3 separate regions of the Danio rerio genome follow, and regions 2 and 3 are each linked to region 1. Evidence: chromatin contacts called from public Hi-C and HiCAR-type data. All regions are on one chromosome and are shown on one strand. Each heading gives the region's core, a stretch centred on a gene start, on an enhancer-like site or on the middle of the called end of the contact. The rest is flanking DNA. Distances are from core to core; before and after follow the strand shown. Region 1 holds the start of miip (migration and invasion inhibitory protein). Region 2 holds the start of slc45a1 (solute carrier family 45 member 1). Region 3 holds the start of znf362a (zinc finger protein 362a).

The links. Hi-C and Micro-C count contacts between places; a contact is called where the count stands out from the background. HiCAR-type assays count read pairs that join an accessible place to other places.
Region 2: a HiCAR-type map of caudal fin shows a contact between it and region 1, with 4 times the contacts expected there. The contact joins the promoter of slc45a1 here to the promoter of miip in region 1. A contact is called at or near these places in 1 of 18 Hi-C or Micro-C datasets (an unstated tissue) and 2 of 4 datasets of contacts at active chromatin or transcription factors (caudal fin and embryo).
Region 3: a contact with region 1 is called in a Hi-C map of an unstated tissue, with 5 times the contacts expected there. The contact joins the promoter of znf362a here to the promoter of miip in region 1. A contact is called at or near these places in 1 of 18 Hi-C or Micro-C datasets (an unstated tissue) and 1 of 4 datasets of contacts at active chromatin or transcription factors (embryo).

Annotation. Positions count from the first base shown.
Region 1 is chr11:43,169,505-43,172,825 of GRCz12tu, forward strand. miip (migration and invasion inhibitory protein) reads right to left here and starts at 1,674. Exons shown (of 17, transcript XM_073917125.1): 1 at 1,220-1,674. The coding sequence starts at 1,460. The region is part of intron 1 of LOC141376672 (a long non-coding RNA gene); the gene reads left to right.
Region 2 is chr11:43,298,841-43,302,537 of GRCz12tu, forward strand. slc45a1 (solute carrier family 45 member 1) reads left to right here and starts at 2,047. Exons shown (of 10, transcript NM_001374639.1): 1 at 2,047-2,236. All of the region lies in intron 3 of LOC141376672 (a long non-coding RNA gene), which reads left to right.
Region 3 is chr11:42,949,921-42,953,396 of GRCz12tu, forward strand. znf362a (zinc finger protein 362a) reads right to left here and starts at 1,831. Exons shown (of 9, transcript NM_001077733.1): 1 at 1,775-1,831.

The DNA.
Region 1 (3,321 bases), core at 424-2,923:
ATGATATTTCTTCCCAATTTTAAATGCAACTGTTGTCATGTAGAGCAGAAAATGTAAAATATAGAAACGTCCCCAGACATTAATTCAATTATTTTCCTTCGGCTTAGTCCCTTTATTTATTAGGGGTTGCCACAGTGGAATGAACCGCCAACTTATCCAGCATATGTTTTACACAGCAGATGCCCTTCCAGCTGGGAAACACTCATACACTCTCAAATAATACACTACGGCTAATTTAGTTTATAAAATTCACCTATAATGCATGCCTTTGGACTGTGGGGGGGAAACTGGAGCACCCGGAGGGAACCCACACCAACACGGGGAAAACATGCAAACTCCACACAGAAATGCCAACTAGCCCAGCCGGGACTTAAACCAGCGATCTTCTTGGTGTAAGGCGACATTCAGACAACATGGTGACTCAGTGGTTAGCACTGTCCCCCCACAGCAAGAAGGTCGCTGGTTCAAGCTAGGCCAGGTGGCATTTCTACATGGAGTTTGCATGTTCTCCCCAAGTTGGTGAGAGTTTCGTCTGGGTGCTCTACAGTCCTCCACAGTCCAAACACATGCGCTTTAGGTGAACTGAATAAACCAAGTTGGCCATATAGTGTATGAGTGTGAATAAGTGTGTGTGTGGGTGTTTTCCAGTATTGGGTTGCAGCTGGAAGGGCATTCTCTGTGTAAAACATATGTTGGACAAGTTGGCGGTTCGTTCCGCTGTGGCGAAGTCGTGTTTTTTATGTTCAGAAGAGTAAATAAATCAACATTTGGTGGACTTCATTTTGAAAATGAATGAAAAATGATAAATAAACAATACATGACAATTATTTTATTTGAAATTTGGAAGAAATGTTATCAGAATAAAACAAAAAAGTAGTAAATCTGTAGAAACAGAGTATTTTAAGTCCCTTAATATATTCATAGCTATAAATAGGCAAATATTAAAATCACAATACAGTAGCAACATTAGTTAATATTGTATAAGATAACAATATTACAAATAACAATAACTATTTAATTTACATGAATCTAAGTTACGTTAACGTTACATATCTAAAAAGAGTACGCAAACATTAGCAAAAAGTTCAACTATTGCAGATTCCTGTAACGTTACATGCTTCAAACTGCGGTCATAAGTAGTAAACAAGACCCTGATATGTATCGAATACATCTTCATCGACACAAAAGCTCAACTGAATAACAGTTAGATTATTCTGACCGCATATTTGGATTGTTTTCCTCGCTGTAGAAGCTGAAGCTCGCGGCGGCTGCTCTCCGTTTTTCTCTTTTAAAGGCGCTCGATTTAAGGTAAATCCTTCGCAGACAGAGCTCAGATTTCTGTCCACCTCCTGAGAGTCGGAGATGATCATTTGATGCAGTTTCTCGCTTTGTTTCTTAAGTTTTTCCAACAAATCTCTGTTCTTCTTTCGCAAAGCGTCGAGCTCCTCGAGCGCCGCCATTGCGTCGCCATAGCAACCAGTTAAAAGCTAAGTTCGCGATTCATTATTGGCGGGTCAAACTAAATGGCATACGGTACTTGTACGTATCTGAGGGATAAACGTAACATTATTAAACGATGTTGCGGTAAATGTGGTGAAATAAGAGGTATTAGCAGATCGTAAACTTCCGTCAACACATACAACGGTTGAACTCAAACAATGCGCAGTCCACTGTGATTGGCTCTGGCCATTTCCCATAATGCATCTGTGTGGTCACTTGGCTTGTTTAAAGGGACACACATCTATCTATCTATCTATCTATCTATCTATCTATCTATCTATCTATCTATCTATCTATCTATCTATCTATCTATCTATCTATCTATCTATCTATCTATCTATCTATCTATCTATCTATCTATCTATCTATCTGTCAATATGTCTATCTGTCTATCTGTCTGTCTGTCTGTCTAAAACATTTGCGTTTTAATGTCTTCATTGATTTTCTATAGCTATTGTTAAAGAATACATTTATTTAAAAAATGAACACCCACCATTTTTATTTATCATAAAAAAATAGTTTAGCTTGTAGAGCCTATTGCTTCTTTATTATAGATTACAAATTATATTATTAGACATGTACACTCACCGGCCACTTTATTAGGTACACCTTCCCGGGTTAGACCCGTTTTGCCTTCAGATCTGCCTTAATACTTCCTGGCATAGATTTTGGTCCATATTGACATGATAGCATCACGCAGTTGCTGCTGATTTGTCGGCTGCACATCCATGATGCGAATCTCACGTTGCACCACATCACAAAGGTGCTCTATTGGATTGAGTTATGGTGACTGTGGAGGCCATTTAAGTACAGTGAACTCATTGTCATGTTATAGAATCCAGTCTTAGATGATTCACGCTTTATTACATGGTGCGTTATCCTGCTGGAAGTAGCCATCAGAAGATGGGTACACTGTGGTCATAAAGGGATGGACATGGTCAGCAAGAATACTCAAGTAAGCTGTGGTGTGGACACGATGCTTAATTTGTACTAATGAGCCCAAAATGTGCCAAGAAAATATCCACCACACCATTACACCAACATCAGCCTGAACCATTGATCCAATGCAGGATAGATTCATGCTTTCACCATCGAAATGTCCCAGCAGAAATAGAGAATCATCAGACCAGGCGACTTTTCTTCAATCTTCTATTGTCCAATTTTGTTGAGCCTGTGAGAATTGTAGCCTCAGTTTTCTGTTTTTAGCTGACAGGAGTGGCGCCCGGTGTGGTCTTCTGCTGCTGTAGCCCATCTGCCACAAGGTTGGAAGTGTTTCAGAGAGTTGTGCATTCAGAGATGCTTTTTTGCAGACCTCGGTTGTAACGAGTGGTTATTTGAGTTACTGTTGCCTTTCTATCAGCTGGAACCAGCCTGGCCATTCTCCTCTGGCATCGACAAGGCATTTGTGCAACAGAACTGCCTCACTAGATATTTTCTCTTTTTTCGGACCATTCTCTGTAAACTCTAGAGATGGTTGTGCGTAAAATTCCCAGGAGATCAACAGTTTCTGAAATACTCAGACCAGCTCTTCTGGCACCAACAACAATGCCATGTTCAAAGTCACCTGAATCCCCTTTCTTCCCCATTCTGATGCTCGATTTGAACTGCAGCAGATCATCTTGACCATGTCTACATGCCTAAATGCATTGAGTTGCTGCCACGTGATTGGCTGTTTAGAATATTGCATTAACAAGCAGTTGGACAGGTGTACCTAATAAAGTGGCCGGTGAGAGTATATATATATATATATATATATATATATATATATATATATATATATATATATATATATATATATATATATAAAAATATATATATATA
Region 2 (3,697 bases), core at 797-3,296, 130 kb after region 1:
ACTCTTGTTTCGTTATCTATGCAACCTTATCAGTTATTTAATCACCCTCCTAAAATCGTTTTTACAATGTAAAGTCATTAGTTTTATAAGTAAGAGGATGGTATAAATACATTAGAATTTTATTTTATTCAGGTTTAAAATTCTAAACGATTATTTAGGGTGTGGTTAGTCTACATCAAAGGTCAGTCATTTCAGTCCATCTTCCTCCATTTGAAGGTTGTACTAATGATTTACATTTGATAATCAATACCGACCAAGTGAAAAAAAACTAAAGTATTTTTTTTAAAGATGCGAATATAGTTAATTATTGCCTTTAAAATGGTGTTGGTTTACCAGATCTTTTTGACTTAAGGCAAGACATTACATTAAATAAATAAAGACCCTGACTAAATAAATAGTTCCCCAGTTCATTGGTTACATGTACATTTTTTTTCTATTAAGATGTATTAAAATATACAAATGATACATCATTTAAATTAAATGCACACACACACACACACACACACACACACACACACACACACACACACACACACACACACACACACATTTAAAAGGTATGATAGCATACATATAGACTCCACCATTTAGAAAAGTACACTATATAGTGTATAACTGCAGGTTAACTATCTCTCTCTTTCTATATATATATATACTGTCACTGACTCTCTCTAAGTTTAACTGTAATGTAATAATGTGCATCTTTTGAAAAGCTGCTTAAGACTGATAATTGTTGTGAAAAGCAGTGAGAAAACAGCCTTTAACATGTATTATAGGTTATAGCCAAATAGTTTAATGTCTAAAAAATTATTATACAGATGCAAATTGATAACGTGTGATAAAAATTAGGCAATTAAAAGCATCCTTTTTCATTAGACTGAAAAAAACACTTGATAGAAAACCTAAAATCTAAAAGCTCAAATTAAATAAATATAATTTATTTTCAAATAAAATGCAAAAAAACAAAACCAATAAATATTTTAGTAAACAAAGTAAGCAAAATAAAAAAATAGATATTATATATAGGTAATGAAGTACATAATTTGAATAGTTACTATAATGCTTTTAATATATATTTTTATTTTTTCATTAAATAATTTTACAATAAAACAGATCCCAAATTTGTTTGTCTGTCTATAAATGCAAATTAAATGCAACACAAGTGCACACACACACACACACACACACACACACACACACACACACACACACACACACACACACACACACACACACACACACACACACACACACACACACACATGACTGCATTGGTGCATATGTAATCAGATAATTCAATAGAATAGGTATTATAGCTCACATAGACTCCAACAAGCAGTTTCTTTTAATTTTTAAACACCATTTTAAGGTCAATATTATTAGCCCCTTTAAGCTATTTTTTTCGATAGTCTACAGAACAAACCATCGTTATACAATAACTTGCCTAACTACCCTAACCTTCCTAGTTAACCTAATTAACCTAGATAAGCCTTTAAATGTCACTTTAAGCTGTATAGAAGTGTCTTGAAAAATAGTCAGATAGTATTTACTGTCATCATGGTAAAGATAAAATAAATCAGTTATTAGAGATGAGTTTTTAAAACTATGATGCTAAGAAATGTGTTGAAGAAATCTTCTCTCCGTAATATATATACACTGTTCACCCTAAAGTTTAACTGTAATGTAATAGCGTGCGTCATTTGTAAAGCTGCATAAAAATGATATTGTGAAAAGCACTATACAAATAAACTGGAATTTAATTGAATTTGTGTTATAATATATTTGTTTTTTATTTAAAAAAAATTATATTAATCCAAATTAAGAAAGAAATATAGCCTATGATAAATAAATAAATAAATAAATAAATAAATAAATAAATAAATAAATAAATAAATAAATAAATAAAAGACAAATAAGCAGTGTGAGATGTGCAGGACATCTTGAAGGTCCACATGTCATTTGGAGTGTTTTTGACAGGTGTCAGTTTTCGGCTGATGCTGATGCTGCAGATATATTGGCGCGGGCGGAGGCGATGCCGTGACGTCACGACGGACGGGAGGAGGAGAGATGATGCGAGGACAGGGGGAGACCGGAGGAGCAGCACGATAAAAGCTGAGAAATGACTGCGCCAGAAAGGACGAAAAAAGATGAAACGTTAAACAGCAGCGTCAACGCGATGCGCCGTCCCGTCTGCTGCCTGCAACCCAGTAATGCATGAAGAGCATCCCGGATAAAGGTAATGTTATAGTATCTGTTTGCGTCCGCACGCCTCACAAAGAGCTGCTGTTCTATTTACATTTAAAGCAAGCGCTTTTAACGTGATTATCACACCACTGAAGTGTCATATAGCTGTGTGGTTAAACCGAAAACATGTTTGGCTCTCCAAGCACCCTCCTTCCTATTCATCCATAATTAAACATGTTTGTGAATCAAAGCTAGTGCGCGCGTTTTATTCATGGAGAAAAATCCTCATGTGGATAATCGTGAAATTGGAGCATTGTTGAGATGTGTGCAGGAAGGAGTCTGCAGTTGTGCGTTTTGCTTTCTCAGCTATGGAGAGACCGAGCACATGTGCATTGCGCATCCCGGAGCTGCGCATTGGTTGCAGTGCGTCGTGTGCGCGCGCGAGGGAAGTGTCATATCATGACCTCCTTGAAGAAATGGCGCTTCATCGCGATACTTTTCTAATCATTTGATTAATAAAAGCTACGCTGTGATGCTTCGCACCGTTGCTTCGTATAAGGGTGCTGTTTTGCTTTATTATCTCAATGTCACCATGACCTACACACTCAGTACAGTGGGAAAAAAATATTCACTGGATTTACTCAATTTCTTTTAAAGGAAAGTAGTTGCAAGTAATCTGTGGGCTGAATTTAAACAAATAAATTAAGTTGAACATTATTGAATTTGATTTGTTTATTTAAATTCAGCCCATATAAATTGTTTGCAAGCACTTGTCTTAAAACAATGTAGTAAATCCAATGAATCATTTTTTTCAGTGTAATAAAGGTTGTTTACTGGCATTGATGGGTTGTATAAAGAACGTGCAATATATTTCCAGGGTTTTTAATAGTATAAAAAATCCAGATGTTCTTCTAAAAATACTACTTACTGGAAAGTTTTTTGGGGAACCATGTTTTTGTCTTCTTCACCCTTTGGGACTTTTATTTTGTAAAGATAACTATGCAGTTCGCCATGATGATAACTATATTTACTTACTCCCAGAGCCATTTATTTCAATGTTGATATTTAGACACACTATATTGGTGTTTTGTAACATCTAGTTTTTTATAAGGTGGGTTGTTAGCCCATTGCTCAAGACCCCAATCATACACTACAGACAATTTAGCTTACTCAACTGACCGATAGCACGTGTTTGGACTGTGGGGGAAACCGGAGCACCCGGAGGGAACCCACACCAACACGGGGAGAACATGCAAACTCTACACAGAAATGCCAACTGGCCCAGCCGGGACTCGATCCAGCGACCTGATTTATTAGTATAAATTAACAACAAAACAAATTAATTAATCTCAATTTTCAAGAGTATCTACACTCACCGGCCACTTTATTAGGTATAACATATACCTTGTAGGACCTGGTTGGACCTTGAAGTACTTTTTGCCTTCAGAACTGCCTTAATCCTTCGTGGCATAGATTCAACAAGGTACTGGAAATATTCCTCAGAGATTTTGGT
Region 3 (3,476 bases), core at 581-3,080, 220 kb before region 1:
TTAAACAAATACAAATGTAATGTAATTAAATATTATTTAATATACAATCAAATATCATATTATTATAATAATGTAAGGTTATGTAATAACAATATAACAAAATAAAATATCCATTATGAAGCAGTCCAGCCGTCAAATTTATAATATAGAGAGAAGATTTCTTCAACCCATTTCTAAACATAATAGTTTTAATAACTCATCTCTAATAACTGATTAATTTTATCTTTGCCATGATGACAGTAAATAATATTTGACTAGATATTCTTCAAGACACTTCTATACAGCTTAAAGTGACATTTAAAGCCTGAACTAGGTTAATTAGGTTAACTAGGCAGGTTAGGGGAATTAGGCAAGTTATTGTATAACGATGGTTTGTTCTGTAGACTATCGAGAAAAAACAAAGCTTAAAGGGGCTAAAAATTTTCTCCCTAAAATGGTGTTTAAAAAAAAAATCAAAAACTGCTTTTATTTTAGCTGAAATAAAACACACAAGACTTTCTCCAAAAGAAAAAATATTATCAGACATACTGTGAAAAAATTCCTTGCTCTGTTAAACATCATTTGAAAAATATATAAATTTAAAAAAAAAAGATAATTTTTTTTGAAGGGGACTAATAATTCTGACTTCAACTGTATATATATATATTGTAGATGGAAAAACATTTTTAAAAAAGGAATCATTTACAATGTAACAATTGCATTAATTTAAAAAGTCGAAAAGAAGATTAAATGATATAAAAAAACAGCAATATAAATAAAAGTTAAAAGGATGCTTTCAGGACTTGGGCACTATGGCTGTAATTGCATTGTAATGCATCTTTAAAACAAATAAAAATAATTACAAACACACCGATTATAATGTAACGCATCATTTTATACCTTGCAAACTAGAAAGCTTCCTATTGACATTTAATGAAGTTAGATCAATTCTGTGAGTCACAGGATATCATTTAAAAAAACTGAAAGTGCAAATAAACATCGCAAAACAGCGTGCAAATATCAAATAAACATCAAACGAGAGATTGACACGTCTTGTGGTCTTCAAAATGAACTGATGAAAAACTTACTCAACTTTTTCTTTTATTCTGTCGGCATCCTCGAAAAGCTTCCCAAATAAAAGCGCGCTCTCTTTTGATCAAAGATTACATTAAGAAATCGCTCGCAAAATAACGCGAACGGACGCGTTTGGTGCCTTGCGAGAGCGCAGGTCTCCGGTGTCTGCCTCTCCCACATTCTCAGACAGTTTTATTAAAAATTTCAGACAAAAGGAAAACAAAAATGGCAGCCTGTCTTATTTTTATAAGGACAGGGCGCCATATTCTGCAGATCCCAATTTTTTTAGCGACAAAAAAATATAGCGCGTGCGTTCAGATCCAAGGCGCGACGCGTAAAACGCCGCATTATTTGCATTAAGTGCGCGAATGATTGTTTACTTAGATCTGCAGGTTTGAATAGCCCGGCTGGAGGAGGAAAAAAAGAGAGAGGGAGAAAAAAAAACGAGACTTCCTACAACAATCATGCGATGCGAACAAATCACGCAGATGGAAACAGACGCGCATCAATGTTACATTTCCATCGCGACGCATCAATGCAAAAGCGTGCAATTGCGTTATTGTTGCAACGCGAGCGTGCTTTTAGATGGCTTTCTCTTTTATTTGAACTTTTTTGCTCACTCGAAGGACTACAAGAACTAGCATCGTTTTCGCGCGTCGTGCAAATGTGCCCAAAAAATTAATATGCAGTGGTGAAGATGAGAAGAAAGCGACAGACATACCTTGCACACCTCGACGGAGGATTTATTAGATGTAATTATTGAAAGCTTGAGATGTTGTTTCGGCTTTGCCTTCAGAGGGAGTTTCAGACCTTCCGGGTCGCCTGGTGTTCACTTCTGGGTGCTGCAGCTCCACAGATCCATATATGAGCACATTTACAGCCATCAAATCACTAAAAAACATCTCTTGTGCACATTTCTCGTGTCGTTAGCTATCGTTTGCAGGATATGGAGCATACGTGAATGGAAACTGAGATGATGATTAACTCATATCAGATTCACAAACATATACTGTACATTTACTCCTATTTATACGCCTCAGCATTAAATAATTTTGTCTATGGGGCTTTCAAGGGGGTCTGGAAATGTTTAGAGATTTTAATTAATAATAATAATAATAATAATAATAATAATAAATGTAAAACAAAAATATAATAGAAAAGTTATTTTGAAATATTTTATAAAACTAAAAATATTTGGAGATTTTTATATATAAAAAAATAATAATAATAATAATAATAATAATAATAATGTAAAACAACATTTCACTAGAATAATAATTTAAAATATTTTATTAAACTAAATGTTTGGAGATTTTTATATATTAATTAATAATAATAAATAATAACAAATGTAAAACAAATATACAGAATATTAAATATTTTATGAAACTATAAATGTTTGCAGATTTTTAAAATATAAATTAATAAGAATAAATAATATTAATAAAAATAAACAAATAAATAAATAAAATACAAAAATACAAAAAAAAATATTATTTTAAAATATTTTATTAACTTAAAATGTTTGGAGAATTTTTTATTTAGATTAATAATAATAATAATAATAATAATTTAAAATATTTTATAAAACTATAAATGTTTGGAGATTTTTATATATTATTTAATAATAATAAATAATAACAAATGTAAAACAAATATACACTAGAATATTATATTTTTTATGAAACTATAAATGTTTGGGGATTTAAATTTTTTATATAAATTAATAATAATAAATAATATTAATAATAATATTAATAATAAATAAATAAATGTAAAACAAAAATCCCCAAAAAGTATTATTTTAGAATATTTTATTAACTGGAAATGTTTGGAGAATTTTTAATGTAGATTAATAATAATAATGATAATGATGAGTAAAAAATGTAAAGTAAAAATTACACTAGAATAATTATTTTAAATATTTTATAAAACTAAAAATGTTTTAAGATTTGTAAATATAAATTAATATTAACAATAAATGTCAAACAATAGACTAGAATAATTTTAAATATTTTATTAAACTGTAAAAATGTTTTGAGATTGTGTTTAATATAAATTCATGATCATAAAAATAAATAATAAATGTAAAACATAAATACACCAGAATAATTATTTTAGTGTATTTTTGGCTTTCATTTTTATTATTACTTATTTTTTAGTATAAATAATACAAATTTTAATGTAAAAATATAAAAATGTTTTGAGATTTTTAAAAATGAAAATTCATAATAATAAATAAATGTAAAACAAAAATACAATAAAATAATTATTTTATTATTTTCATTTATTATATAATATTGAATAATAATAATATGTAATATATAATAATATGTAAAATCAATATACACTAGAATAATAAATATTTTATAAAACTATAAATGTTTTGAGATTTTTAATTATAAATTCATAATAATAAAAAT